Linked DNA regions of Anas platyrhynchos: region 1 is linked to region 2. Evidence: chromatin contacts called from public Hi-C data. All regions are on one chromosome and are shown on one strand. Each heading gives the region's core, a stretch centred on a gene start, on an enhancer-like site or on the middle of the called end of the contact. The rest is flanking DNA. Distances are from core to core; before and after follow the strand shown. Region 1 holds the start of CCDC146 (coiled-coil domain containing 146). Region 2 overlaps GSAP (gamma-secretase activating protein).

Region 1 (5,964 bases), core at 777-3,276, 90 kb before region 2:
ACGTGCCAAGCAGGAAAAAGAAAACCAACCAGAAAAAGCCAAGAAAATAAGAACGTAGCAGATAGATAACTCTTAGGGAAGACTTGAATCTACAAGAAGGAACACTCCTGCCTCATGACACTACTACTGTTTGGTGAAAGAGGCAACGAATACACTGATAACATTTGATCTGCTCCCAAACAAACTTGGACTTTCAGAAGTCTTTGACAAAGTCCTGGATTGCTTTCTGACTTTTAACTATAAATTATGCATCATCTCCAACACTTTGGGAACTCAGAAATCAGTACGAATAGCAAGGTTGAAAACTTTTCACCAGTTAAATTATTCAGAATTATTAAAACTGTCAAATTGCAGAAGATCTTGGAACACTGCACACTTGTGCAAGAAAATAGCAGTTCAATGGACAGTACACCTCAGGGCATTCTTTGCCAAAAGGCATGGAGTTTGCCAGCAAGCTTTTACCATGGCGCTGTTCACACGTGTAAATGGGCAAGCATTTGGAAGAGAAATCCACTGAGTATCTGAGCTATACCAGGCCCAGAAGATGCCCAAGCTGAAAACAGCTGACAGCACGCTTGGCTGTTTGTCCTGTTCTTACTCTTCCTTCCCTGAGCATCCATTTATGCCTGCTGCTGGAGACAGGAGAGCAAGCTAGTTGGATTCATAGCATGAATCAGTATGGCTGTCCTAAATGAGACAAACCAGATATAAGTAAAAAGATGAAAGGCTCAGAATGCCTTTACTGTAGCAGTTAGGAAAAGCAGTAACCGAGAAAACATAACGCGGTGGTCCAAGAACCTCACAGATGACACACATTAAGTGTAAATTGGATGGGATTATTCACCACATCTCATAGCACAGCTGCAGCAGAGCATCAGAAGAAATAAAGCAGCAGGATGGGGGGTACAACATCAACCACCAAAACCCAGGCTCAACAGCTCCCTAAGCTCACCAAGGGGAATTATCCCAGCAAGCTCACCCTTTGCCATCCCTAAACTTATGGCCACCATCAGCACTTCGGTTGGGATGTCTGCTGTTACCAGCGGTGATGGTGGCCCTCAGGAAGGGTTTGTAGGTTGGTGTTTGTTGGTACCAGCGGCTGTGGTGGCTCCCAGAAGTGGTTTGTCTGTACGAGAAGCCTTGCCCAGCCTTTCCCCTTGTGGCAAAGCGATGATGTGCGCCTCGCACTAGGAAGAAGAGCTGCCCTTGGCATTTCATCTCTTATGCTACGGCTCCTTCCAGGTTATTTTAACCCCGAGAAGGGCCACGCAGCCACCCCCACCCTCAGGCTCCCCAAATACCCCGCAGGGGCACCCAGCACCCACCGAACTGAGCCGGCGCCCGGACCTCCACGGCGGCCCCGCTGCCCACTCCGTCGGCGGCGATGGCGGCGAGCTGCAGCTCCTCGTCGTAGCGCACCCGGACGCGCTCCGGGTCCCGCCTGTCGCCGCGGACGGTGACCAGCAGCCGGCGCTCGGAGCCGGGGCTCCTCCGCGGCTCCAGCGGCCGCACGCTCACCTCGCAGGGCAGCCGCACCCGCAGCCTCCCCCGCGGGCCGACCGCCAGCTCCCATTCCTTCAAGGGCTTGCGGGAGCCGCCGGGAGCGGCGGAGGAGCTGCTCCAGGCGCGGGGCCACCAGCGGCAGCCCGCCCGCAGCGCCCTCATGGCGGAGCCCCCCCCTTCCTCCTCCCCCTCCTCCTCCTCCACTGTCCCTTCCCCGCCAAGGTCACGTGATGCCAAGAGAGCCTCCATCGCGGAGGCTCCTGGGAGTCGTAGTTCGCCGGAACTACCCGGGTGTTCCCATTGGGCGGCGGGGGGGGAAAGGGGCGGGAGGGGAGGGCTCGCCTTCGGTCGCTATTGGGCGGCGCTGGAGCCAATGGGAAGGGAGGGGAGGGGGGGAGGCGGGCTCGCGTTGCCATGGGGACGGGGACGCGGCGGGAGGGGCGGGGCGGGGAGCGCAGGTGAGGCGGGGGGGGGGTGGGGGGGGCTGCGGCCGCCTCAGGGGTTGGGGGGGGGGGGCACCACATTTGTCGAGCCCTCCATAAATAAATCACCTTAAAAACAACGGTTCTCTGCGGCTTGTAGATGAGGGGGGAGCCCCTGGGTTCAGCTAAAAGCTTTCTGTGCTCCCCCCAGCCCGCGGTGCTGTTGTACAGGGTTTTTTTTAAATAAAGGGAGGTCTGGGGAGTTCTGTGGGGTCAGGGCTGGGCCGTGCCCCCGAGCACTGAGGGGGGGCACAGAAAGAGGCTGCCACACCACAACAGCTAATGAAACCCGGGGATGTCTGTTGGGCCCTCCCTTTTACACCCCATGGGGCCATTTTGTGTGTGGGGGGTGTTTTTCCCCCCAAATAACCCTACAAGCCACCCAATAGGGCATGTGCTCACCCAGCTCCTTCTGTCCCGTTGCCCTCACGTCTGTCTCTGTCTCTATCTCACAGGTTGCGTATTTGTGAGCCCAAGGGGAGGAAGGCGGCCCTGGCGCTCCTTGTCCGGCGGTCATTTCCTCAGTGGAAGGCTCGGTAAGGCCTCGTGCTGACCGGCAGAGCTCTCCGCTTCACTCACTGCTTTGCTTTGCATTGCTCAGCCTCAAGAATCATCAAATGAAACCCAAAAAGGGCCTGTCTGCTGTACGCTGGCTCAGTGCGGAGGAATGGGATTCTGGAGAGTGAAAAATGAACCATGAAATACCTTGGGATGAGACGAGGGATAGACGTGAATTTTTCCAGGTCTTTAGAAATAGTTGATTTTTGAAATACACATATACATACATAAATATATATATATATATATATATATTAAGGATTTTTTGCTGTTGAGCCCGAATACTGAATCTACCTGTTCGCTGCACAAGCTGCTGAGGCAGCAGCAGTGAGCCAGCAGTGCAAGGTGCTACAAGGCTCTGCAAAGCTCTGCCAGGCACTACAAGGCTCTGCAAAGCTCTGCAATACACTACAAGGCTTTGCAAGGCTCTACAATACACTACAAGGCTCTACAAAACTGCAAGGCACTACAAGGCTTTGCAAGGCTCTACAAGGCGCTGACAAGGCGCTGCCGCCGGGTGGCAGCCGGCCCCGCGAGTCCCCTTCGCTGCCGCGGGGACCAGAAGAGTTCAAAACCCTGGCTAAGTGCAGCGCAGTTTTGTTCTGCCTTCCTTTTTTTTTTTTTTTTTTTTTTCCTCCTTCTCTGCATTAGATACATGCTAGGTACCTAAACGTCCTTCAAAATGTATTTATAAATACTGAAAAAAAATAAAACACCCTGAAAAAGAGGAACTGCTAGGAAGAGTTCTTTCTTCATATAAACTAAACTTAAGGTTTTTAAAGTTTTACTTATGCCGTCTATATTTTGGCTATAATGTTGATTCAGTTTTATTTTCATGCTCTTGATTGATTTCCAGTTGATTATACCCTGTAGGGGTATTCTTGCTGATGTTATGCTTGTTCTGAGTTTCCTACCTGCAAGAACACTTCATGTTAATCATAGAATCATAGAATATCCAAGTTGGAAGGGATCCAAAAGGACCATCGAGTCCAACTCCTAGGTCCCCAAAGGAACACTCAAAAAAAAAAAAAAAATGAAGTTAACAGATCAAGTTAACAGAAAGTGTTTGAGCAAAGTTTACCACACACAGGGCTAGCTGCTTATCAGTGTTCCTTCACATAAAGCTTAAGAATTTTAGTGTCAGGATATAGTTGTTTTGTTTTGTTTTAAAGTTTATTAAAAATTCCTATGCAATTCTACTGTGAAATGTTTTTATGACTTTTTTTTTTTAATCCATTTGTCATAGCTGGCAATTTAGATTTCTCAGCATCTTTCTGAACTCCTTCCCTGAAGTTTCTTATTTCTTAATAAGTCATCTGTTGGGCTTGGTGGGTAGGCAAAGCTTTTTTGTTTGTTTTCCTCTGTAATCTAGTGGGTGTGTAGTGATGGTAACAGTTTCTGCTCAGGGGTGGCAAAGAGAGGCTGTCTCTGGAACACACAGGGGTTTGGATTTCAGGGTTGTTTTTTTGTTTGTCACACTACCAGATATTTTCTGAGGAAAGTAAGTTCCGCATGGAAACCAAGTGAAAAGGGAAGTGACAAACCTCACCATTCAAGTCCTCCTTATCTTAGCCATATCTAACTCCAGCAGCTAACGTCTGTGGGGGGCTCAGGGTGATTCCATCTCAAACAGCAGGGAGTTGAAAACAAACAGAAACAAGGGTATTCACAACAGAAATCGTTAAGCAATTTAGGTACGCAGGGTGCTGCCATTTCCCCAAAATAGTTGTCTATGGAACTGTACAGTCTAATCACTCTGAATTACACAGGTATAATACCCTATTGTATACTATGTAGTTTTAATTTCAGCTATCACTTAATGTTGACATAGCTTTGTGTTTTAAGGGCTCAGCCCTTCATGCTGAAGCACTAGCTCTGCCCAGTTAAAGCAGAGGTCCTGCTATTTACCAGACTGTAAACTTCAACTTCAGGAAACAAGCATTAAGAAATAAGATCTTAGGGGATAAAAAGAACATCAATTGGCTATTGAATAAACCCACGGTACACAGATGTTATTGTTACCAATAACATCTGCAGATCTTGTCTCTTTCCTTCTCTTTGAAGAAGATATGGAAAAAATGGAAAAGATCACAGGGACAGTAGGAGGCAGGGAAGGGCTTTCATATCGGTAACAGCAGGTAGGTTGGATTCTTCAGCCTACAGAAAGGGTTACCAAATGAAGAGACAGTGCTAGAAAACGCCTAGTGGCACAGAAAGGTTGAGATTGTTCAGTGACTCATGCAGTAAAAGAACCAGGTGATTCAAAGCAAGCAGAAAGAACTGATTATTCACGTCACGCAGGGGTGAGGTGAGAGACTCCATTCCCTTAGATTTTGTAGATACTGAACGTTTTGCATGAGTTTAAGGGGAGAGTGGATGAGTTTGGGGAAGCATCACTATTCTGTGACTGAAGGATTCTTCTGCCTGCCCCCAGGCACCCAGTGTTGGCTTTGGGTCTTTCCAGGTTTCAATGTTTGGATGTTCCAGCTGAATTGTGTACCTTTTTTCTTACTCATTCAGTGTAAAGCACTCAGTCAGCTGTTTTGCTTTCAGAGTCACGTTTATTTGTTAAGGTCTATGTGCAAAAGGAAACAGCATAAAAATGTGGATAGATACCCTGTGTCATGCCCAGTAGCTCGTCTGTTCTGTTCATTGTCTCCTGCTCTGGGTGCTGCCTCTGCCTCTCTGAGCAGGACAGATGGGAATGTGGCTGACTTCTAGCAAAATTAGCCAATTAGGCTCATATCATTGATTTGAAAATATTCAGGCTTCCTTAGCTGATTTTACCTGAGAAACGAATCCTATGGCCATTCCTCTCAAGATCAGTGGTGAGAGAGAAGGAAGGAACCCCCCTGCAAAAGAAGGGAAAGGTGCACAACATCCAGCAGCTGGCTGTGGAAGGGGATCCATGTCTATGGCCTCAGTTCAACCTAGTTTCACTTTGCACCTGTTCATCTAAACTTGTCTAAACCTTAGACTTGTGTTCTTGTATTAAACAAAAATAGCCTTTGGTAGGTTGGAACATTTACATGCCAGTCTATACCAATTTAACTAACCTGGTTTAAATGAAATATCAGTTTTGTGTGGCAGCAAAGAATGAGTGAGGGAATAGCTTAAGAAATTAAATTTTCATAATGAAGGAAAGTAGCACACATGTCAATGTATAATGTACATCTATAAATCCATCTGTGAACCTACATCCAATATTAGTAATAAGCTGCATCTGTATGTCCACTGGAGTTAGCCTAGTTGTACAAATAACTGCTCATTGTTTTAATTCATTTCACAGACCTCAGAGTCTCAGAAATTATCAGATTGGAAGTATAAATGAACTTGAATATACATTCATATATACAAGTTTTCATAAAACAGTTTAAAAGGCATTAATATAACATATTCTCTTCATCGTACAACAGGTTTT
Region 2 (6,649 bases), core at 3,441-5,940:
CCAGCATGCTTGTGACATGACAGCAATAGCACAACTCACTTGGATCAGCCACAAAGGACATCACAGAAAACACAGGGATGTGTTTAATCTCCCAAACAGCTTTCAGCATCCAACCTCAACTGTTTGAGTGCTTCTGCTCCTGATGTAGAAGACTCAAGAGGCTTTCCCAGCTCTGTCCTAAATTGGATGTCATAAGCCAACCTTGCCCTTGTTGGGCCTTTCTCTTTGAGGCTTACATGCTTAAGGATCCTAAAGAACTAAGAGATTTAGTGAGGACCAGAATACATTTTCCTTGGAGCACTCAAAACTAGCAAGAAAAAACACGGACCTAAGCTGCCATTTATAAAGGACCTTGCTGCCTCGAAACGTACATTTTCAGGTAAAGTTGCTGAGTAAACTGAAGTTTCACCGACATCATTTGGAACCAGAAGACCTCAACTCCTATGGCTGGTTCTAAAGAAGAGACATGGAAGCAACCAAAAGAAAAGCATCAGGAGCAAAGGAGAAAACAGAGTAAGTTCTGCAGTTTTCAGTCACCCTTCTTCAGAGAAAACTCAAATCCAAGTGGTGTCTTTCTTCTATTCCTCTGCAGTTGAGAGCACACCTGATGTCTGTGGCTAGTTATCTACCAAAAAGGTGCAGCCACCACAGTGACTTTCAGAGAAATTTCAACAGTTTACTCTGTCTTCTCCCTGTGCCAACAGGCTGCCCTTTCACTCTGCCTCCTCTTCCACTTGCTGCTGGGGCAGCAAACGGCAAGCTGCTGCTGCTATTTCTCCCTTTCCCTTACTATTGAAATGAGAAGAGTAAAAGAAAAACAGATGCGGAATTTCTAAGACAAAGAGCCCATAGGGGAGTGGGAAGTAGGACAGAATATGGACGTATACATACTAGAGGCCAGGTGGCATGTGAAAAGGTAACCAGGTACTTTCAGGCTCTGTAGGAAGGGAATTAGCACTGAGATTAACACTACCTCCCAGATTTACTACTTCATTAACACTACCTCTCAGTACTTCTCTGCATACTGCTATGCACAGCTCTCTGATAGCAGCCAACCGTGCTGTCTTCAGATAAACTGTTACTGCTCCCATGGCTTGGCTGCTCTAATGTAAAACCTCAAGTGATTTGTACAATGACTACGTCCCACAACACCCTATTCTCTGTTACTCCATTGCTCCTGAATGTAATAAAACATCAGAATGTTTTGGGAAAATAAATAGACAAGCAAAATATTTTTCAAGCCTCTTCCTGTTTCATTAGCTTCTTTAGCTCAGCCACACATTGCTGATGCTACAGAAAACTGTTGGAAGAATCTAAACAATTTCTCTGAAGAACTTCCAAACATTTGGGATACAGAACAGTTTAGGATGTGAGAGTTTCTAACTGTGATGAGGGGAAACCCAAGTCTAACAATAAACTGGTTTCTAAAGATTTCCAAACAGCACCTAGCAACATGTGCCAGCCAAAAGCTGAAGTAATTTTTAGAGACATACGATCTTTGTTTATAGCAGCTTTTCCAAGAATAAATCTGTAAATGGAGTTGAGAGAATTCTTGCTTTTAGTGAAGTTTAAAAGAAAAAACTGTATTAATCCTGAAGTTTTACTCATGGTGGGGTGGGAAGGGCTGAGATTTGTTTTGACTGCAAGATTCAGTCTACAATAATTTTGTCTTGCAGATCAAGGCTGCGGAGGTGTCCTAGTAGTTTTTTTTTTCTAATCTTAGTTTACATTGGGAACGAACAAATGATAACTAGGAAACATATGAAAGCAAAACAAACACTCCAGTTCTGCTTCTATCAGTACTGTTAGCAGCTATGAAGCTTTGGTTCACTCTGTGCTGTTTCTACTTAAGTCAGCCACTAGTTTTTCTTCTCTTCCTATATAGATACAGAAACAGTCTGGTGATTAACAGTGAAACAAGCTGTCAAGCTATAGAAGGAGGCCTGAATATGAAGTCAGGAAGCCCAGCAGAAGTTGCAGTGGCTCACAGAACACTTTAACATCAACAGCACAACTGATTTGCAAGAGACTTGAGAAAAGATGCAGGCACTGGTAGCCTCAGGAAAGCTTCCTGAGATTTCTGAACCTAGGAAATAGCACTACGGGGAGTTTTTGGAACCCAAGAGCTGCATGGATCAAGTTCTACTGAATCTGGTGATAAGATAAAGAACATGACTTACTAGCTGCTATGTGAGCTCTTATGGATTCTGCATTTAAAGGATTTAATGTCGAGACTGATAGAAACTATTACACCTGTTTTTGTCAACAGTCTTTTTTATGTTTAAGATCAAAGACAGAAAATTAAGAGATCGGAAAGAATTCACTGTACGTCATACGGATTCAGGCAGAAATCCGTCTTCTGTTATACTCACAAAAAGCCTACAGTCAACATGTATGAGCAGTGATTTTCTCTCATGCCATATTGGACTTAAATTTTTTTTCTTTGTTCCTACGCCCCCGATGGCACTTGCATTATTCAAAGCACGCAGCAACGTATTCCACAGGAACCAAAGGCAGTGCTTTCAACTTTCAGGATGAGTCCAGATTTTAAATCTATTTCTACAAGCTGTAAACGAAACTGTTTCTTCACTATTCTGAGTGCCCAGTACAACTCTCTTTAATATTATATAAGTATTATTCACTTTATCAATATGGACATTAAGCAGAAAAATATGATTCAACAGCTTAAACAAGAACTTCTCCCACCAAAAATACACAAGGTACATGCAGCACATACCCAGCCCTCCCTTCATCCCCAGTAATACACGCTTGCTCACAACAGTGACTATGAAATGGAACTAACCAGGTTTGCAACATAATCCAGAACTATTTGGTCAATCTTCTTTTTTCCTACATACTGTAGATGTCTCATGAGGTGATCCTTTAGCTGAGCAACCATCTAGAAAAAGAAGCCAACAGTTCAGTGTGCTTGTGGTCTCTGAAAAGGATGCAAAAGCCCCACAAGATGCAGGCTTGATCAACAGGCTTTAGTACAACTTTCTCCCCACTACAAAATTTCGGTTCAGATTGAGACCCCAAACTACCACACAATCTTGGCGAAGTCAACAGCAGATCTGAATATTCAAAATAGTTACTTGGCATAAATTCAGCCAAATGAGTGCTACATTATACTGTCAACAACGTTGAATAGAAAAATCTTACAGGTCTTAAATCTCTCTGGGTCAAACCAAGTGAGACTGCAGGTGAAGGAAGGATTTTAACGCCGATTTTTGAGAACACAAGTAGTTATTACATCAAATAAACCCAAAGGATTTTATAATACAGAAAGTTAGCACAAGTCCAATTTGTGCTAGTAGCCAAGAACCTGAGAATCTGAGTAATGGCAATTTCAGGTAAATATTCATTGTGATGTTTTTAAAATCAGGTGCTTGTTATCATACAGGCCATACCACTACCTACACTCTCTCCTTTCTGAAATATTCTGTGACCTCTTGTAGCTTGTTTGTTACTTGGCCCACCCTGGTACCTTTGCCAAGAAGAAGCAAAGCTCACAGAAAAGCCAAAGCAAATAAAATCTCTGGTTTTAGTAGTTTATAAATTGATTAATTTCCACTTAAAAGACATGGCAGAAATACAGTGGTAGGAAAGCACAGACAAAAGACAATGATGATCTACTTTTCTGGATCTGTCTGAAGAATCTCAGGGAAAAAAAGTGTAGAGAAATTTCAGAGGACATGATGCAGCACTTAGAAACAAGACAGCACAACTGCAAAGAGTGAGAACTTGCCTTAGATTTGAACAGACAGGACAGTGTTGATACACTCCTCACAGATGCAGTGCTGAGACCTTCCAATGCAAGCTGAAGAGTATTATTTGGATCTGACAGCAAGAGAATGAGAGATAAGAGAAGATATGGATTTAGGTAGATGAAGAACAAGTAGGGAATTAAGACAGGACTTACTATCCAGAAGCATAAAGATGGTAGATTCTTAGGAGAGATCCTCAGGAGAGAAAAAAGCAAAAGAAGAAGCGGCCTCAGAATGGCCACAGCTGTCCTAGCAGGAAGGTAGTGTCACAGCTTTGGCTAGGAGAGGGTTAACTTGTATATAGAAAGATGAGCTCTGATCGGGGTGGACTTGACCACTTGACACTACTGCACAGGTTATCCATCAATGCAAAACATGCACTGCAATCAAGCCAAGCACAGTTAAAGCCTCTTGGCCAAAAGGATACTCCAGGCTGCTGCACATAGTCCTGTAGGACAAGTTGCAGAAATTGATAAAGGAGAAAATGAGCAAGTGGCTGTGTTGTGCTTAGCTGCCTACTTCGTTAAATCACGACAGGTAGAAGGAAAAGGAGACAGTAAAAAAAATGTTAAATTGAGAAGCAAGAAAATCTGTCATTCTTTTGAGGGAAAGTGCAGGTGGGAAATTCACTCAAATGTATTTTAAGGATGTAAAGTAGCCCCAAAATAGCTGACAGATTAAGATGAAGTTCAAGGAGGACTGAATAAACTTCTAGCTAAAGAAAATTTGTACTGGGGAAAATCTCTTTGACAAATCAACTTTCCATTGCTGTTTTTCCCCTAAGCTTTATGATATCATGACCTATTAAGATGATATCGTGACATCATGACCATGAATTCCAGAACTTAGGAAATACTAAATGTGTCCCACAGCTACTCTGAATGAGTTTCCCCTCAGCCTGAGGATTTTACTCTTTACATTTGTTGAGGTTGGGCGTCCTCTAGTGCACACTGTAACAAAAGCACGTACCAGTCCCATTAGTAACTGCTGCTGGTAATCTTCTTCTTGAAAGAGAGGTACTAGCCTTTCCTCTGGAATGAACAGAACAAGAGTCATTCAGGGATGTGAAACTATAAAAACATCACAAAACTTCAACCAACTTCAAAAGCACTGAGAAACAAACATGAACAGAGGCTGTGGTTCTATCTACTTGCCTACAGAACTGAGTGACAGAATCAAGGACTGTGTACAAGAGAACTGAGGAATGGAAAATAACTCTTTACCTGCCATCCTTGCACTTAAACAATTAAAATCTCAAGTGTTCCTGACATAGGGAAATTAATTACGTCTGCATTCTCCACGCTGATTTTCACCAATCATAATTACTACTACCAAGGTTTCCTCTAGTTTAACAACTCATCTTAATGTCTCAAGCTCTTCAATGCTGGAAACACACAGAGCAATTTATTTTTAAGCCATCGACAGCCAGATTGAAATGTTCTAACTAACCGTACAGCTGAGGCCTACATCAACAAAAGTTTCACTTACCAGAATCCCAAGTGTCCAGATGAGAAAGCACCCTGTGGTTTGAAACAAAAATCAACTGGTTTTGCAACCATTACTCTAAAGGGTTTCGTAAGGATATTAAAAAGACGAAACAACCCTTTGCTCTTTCAAAGGCAGCTAAAGAAATCCAAAAAATGTACGTGTGACTATATTTAGTAAAGGTATTAGCATAAAGAGAACTGTACATCTGGTTTGCACAAGAAAAACTTCTGTTTACCATAAATTACCTGGCTCTACAGGCCTGGATATTTCATATCATGCTGTAGTGATTACAAGGATTGCCATAATTGATTTTCAGACAGATACTCTTCTTTAGAGCAAAATATCCAATTATTTACCTGATTGGTTATTTAAACAATCCTTTAAATCATTTAAATCCTTCAACATACTTGAACAAAGTAACAAAGGGTAAATGTAATAGAAAATGGTACCTACTTTTTGGCATTTTCAAAAATATTTCTCAAATATGTTGTGGTTCTTCTCTCTTCTTTCTGCTTTATAAAGAAATAAAAATCCCAAAATGAATAAAGCAGAATGCCAATAATGTTTCCAGATAAAACATATGAGAAATGAAATTGGCTTTCACTTTGGATTGAAATAATGCTCAGTGAGGCTTCAAACCACCTCCCAACTCCCCACGCCTGCAGACACAAACATCTATCCTATGTGACAATACAGGTACATGCAAACTCTGTTTTTATTTAGTTTCTAGCATTATTTGTCAAGAATAAGACTTACAGGCAATCACCTCATAAATAAATAATTGCAAATCTTTGCCCTTCTCATAATCTGATTCCCACTTCTTTTCCCAGTAACAAAAAACCTAACCCTTCCACGTTTGGCTTTAAAACATCCACTTCAGTGGCAGCTCTGGAGACTCTTTCAGGGCACATGCATTTACCTCTTCTGAAAGGTTTTGCCATTCCCTCCTGAGCACATTACTGTGGTAGTGCAAGTGTGGCTCTGCATACTTCACACTCTCCAAGTTTGAGTTGAGTTTCTCCCAGAAGCCTTTAGAGTTCTGGAACTGCAAAGCATTGCAGGGAAAACATGAAAACAGGCTGCATCATTATAGAAATACCTATCTCATTAAAGAATTTGAGAGAACTGTGACAAATGTAGCTTCATAGTAAACAAAGTGAAAAAGGTTAAAAAAAAAAATCAGCTCCACTATTTTTTTCCAATAATTTTATTTCCTTAATTTGATGGCAGGGGTAGCACTTACCTAAACTTGAACTCAAGATTTGGTGCCTGTAATGCAGATACTTAGCCACCTTAGAATCCTACGAAGCCACTGCAAAGATGCAGGGACTTCCAGGTCATAACCTGAACTGCTTCTGCTGGGAAGAACTACACCTCAAACTACACTGGCTATA

The links. Hi-C and Micro-C count contacts between places; a contact is called where the count stands out from the background.
Region 1: a contact with region 2 is called in a Hi-C map of F1 follicle, with 4 times the contacts expected there. The contact joins the promoter of CCDC146 here to the enhancer-like site in region 2. A contact is called at or near these places in 7 of 8 Hi-C or Micro-C datasets (F1 follicle, F5 follicle, liver and 3 more).

The regions. Positions count from the first base shown.
Region 1 is chr1:13,067,444-13,073,407 of IASCAAS_PekinDuck_T2T, reverse strand. It overlaps CCDC146 (coiled-coil domain containing 146), which reads left to right and starts at 2,026. Exons shown (of 19, transcript XM_072030220.1): 1 at 2,026-2,521. The coding sequence starts at 2,281. It overlaps FAM185A (family with sequence similarity 185 member A), which reads right to left and starts at 1,707. Exons shown (of 7, transcript XM_027459614.3): 1 at 1,326-1,707. The coding sequence starts at 1,665.
Region 2 is chr1:12,979,417-12,986,065 of IASCAAS_PekinDuck_T2T, reverse strand. It overlaps GSAP (gamma-secretase activating protein), which reads right to left. Exons shown (of 31, transcript XM_072030397.1): 20 at 6,175-6,300; 21 at 5,709-5,764; 22 at 5,256-5,287; 23 at 4,737-4,798; 24 at 2,804-2,899. Among named protein-coding and RNA genes, the nearest start is that of GSAP, 34 kb to the right of the region's middle. Within about 2 kb of position 4,690, at least 2 of the 8 cell types and tissues checked have an H3K27ac peak or open chromatin away from gene starts, as enhancers often do. A contact at or near this core is called in F1 follicle and subcutaneous adipose tissue, where this site is marked.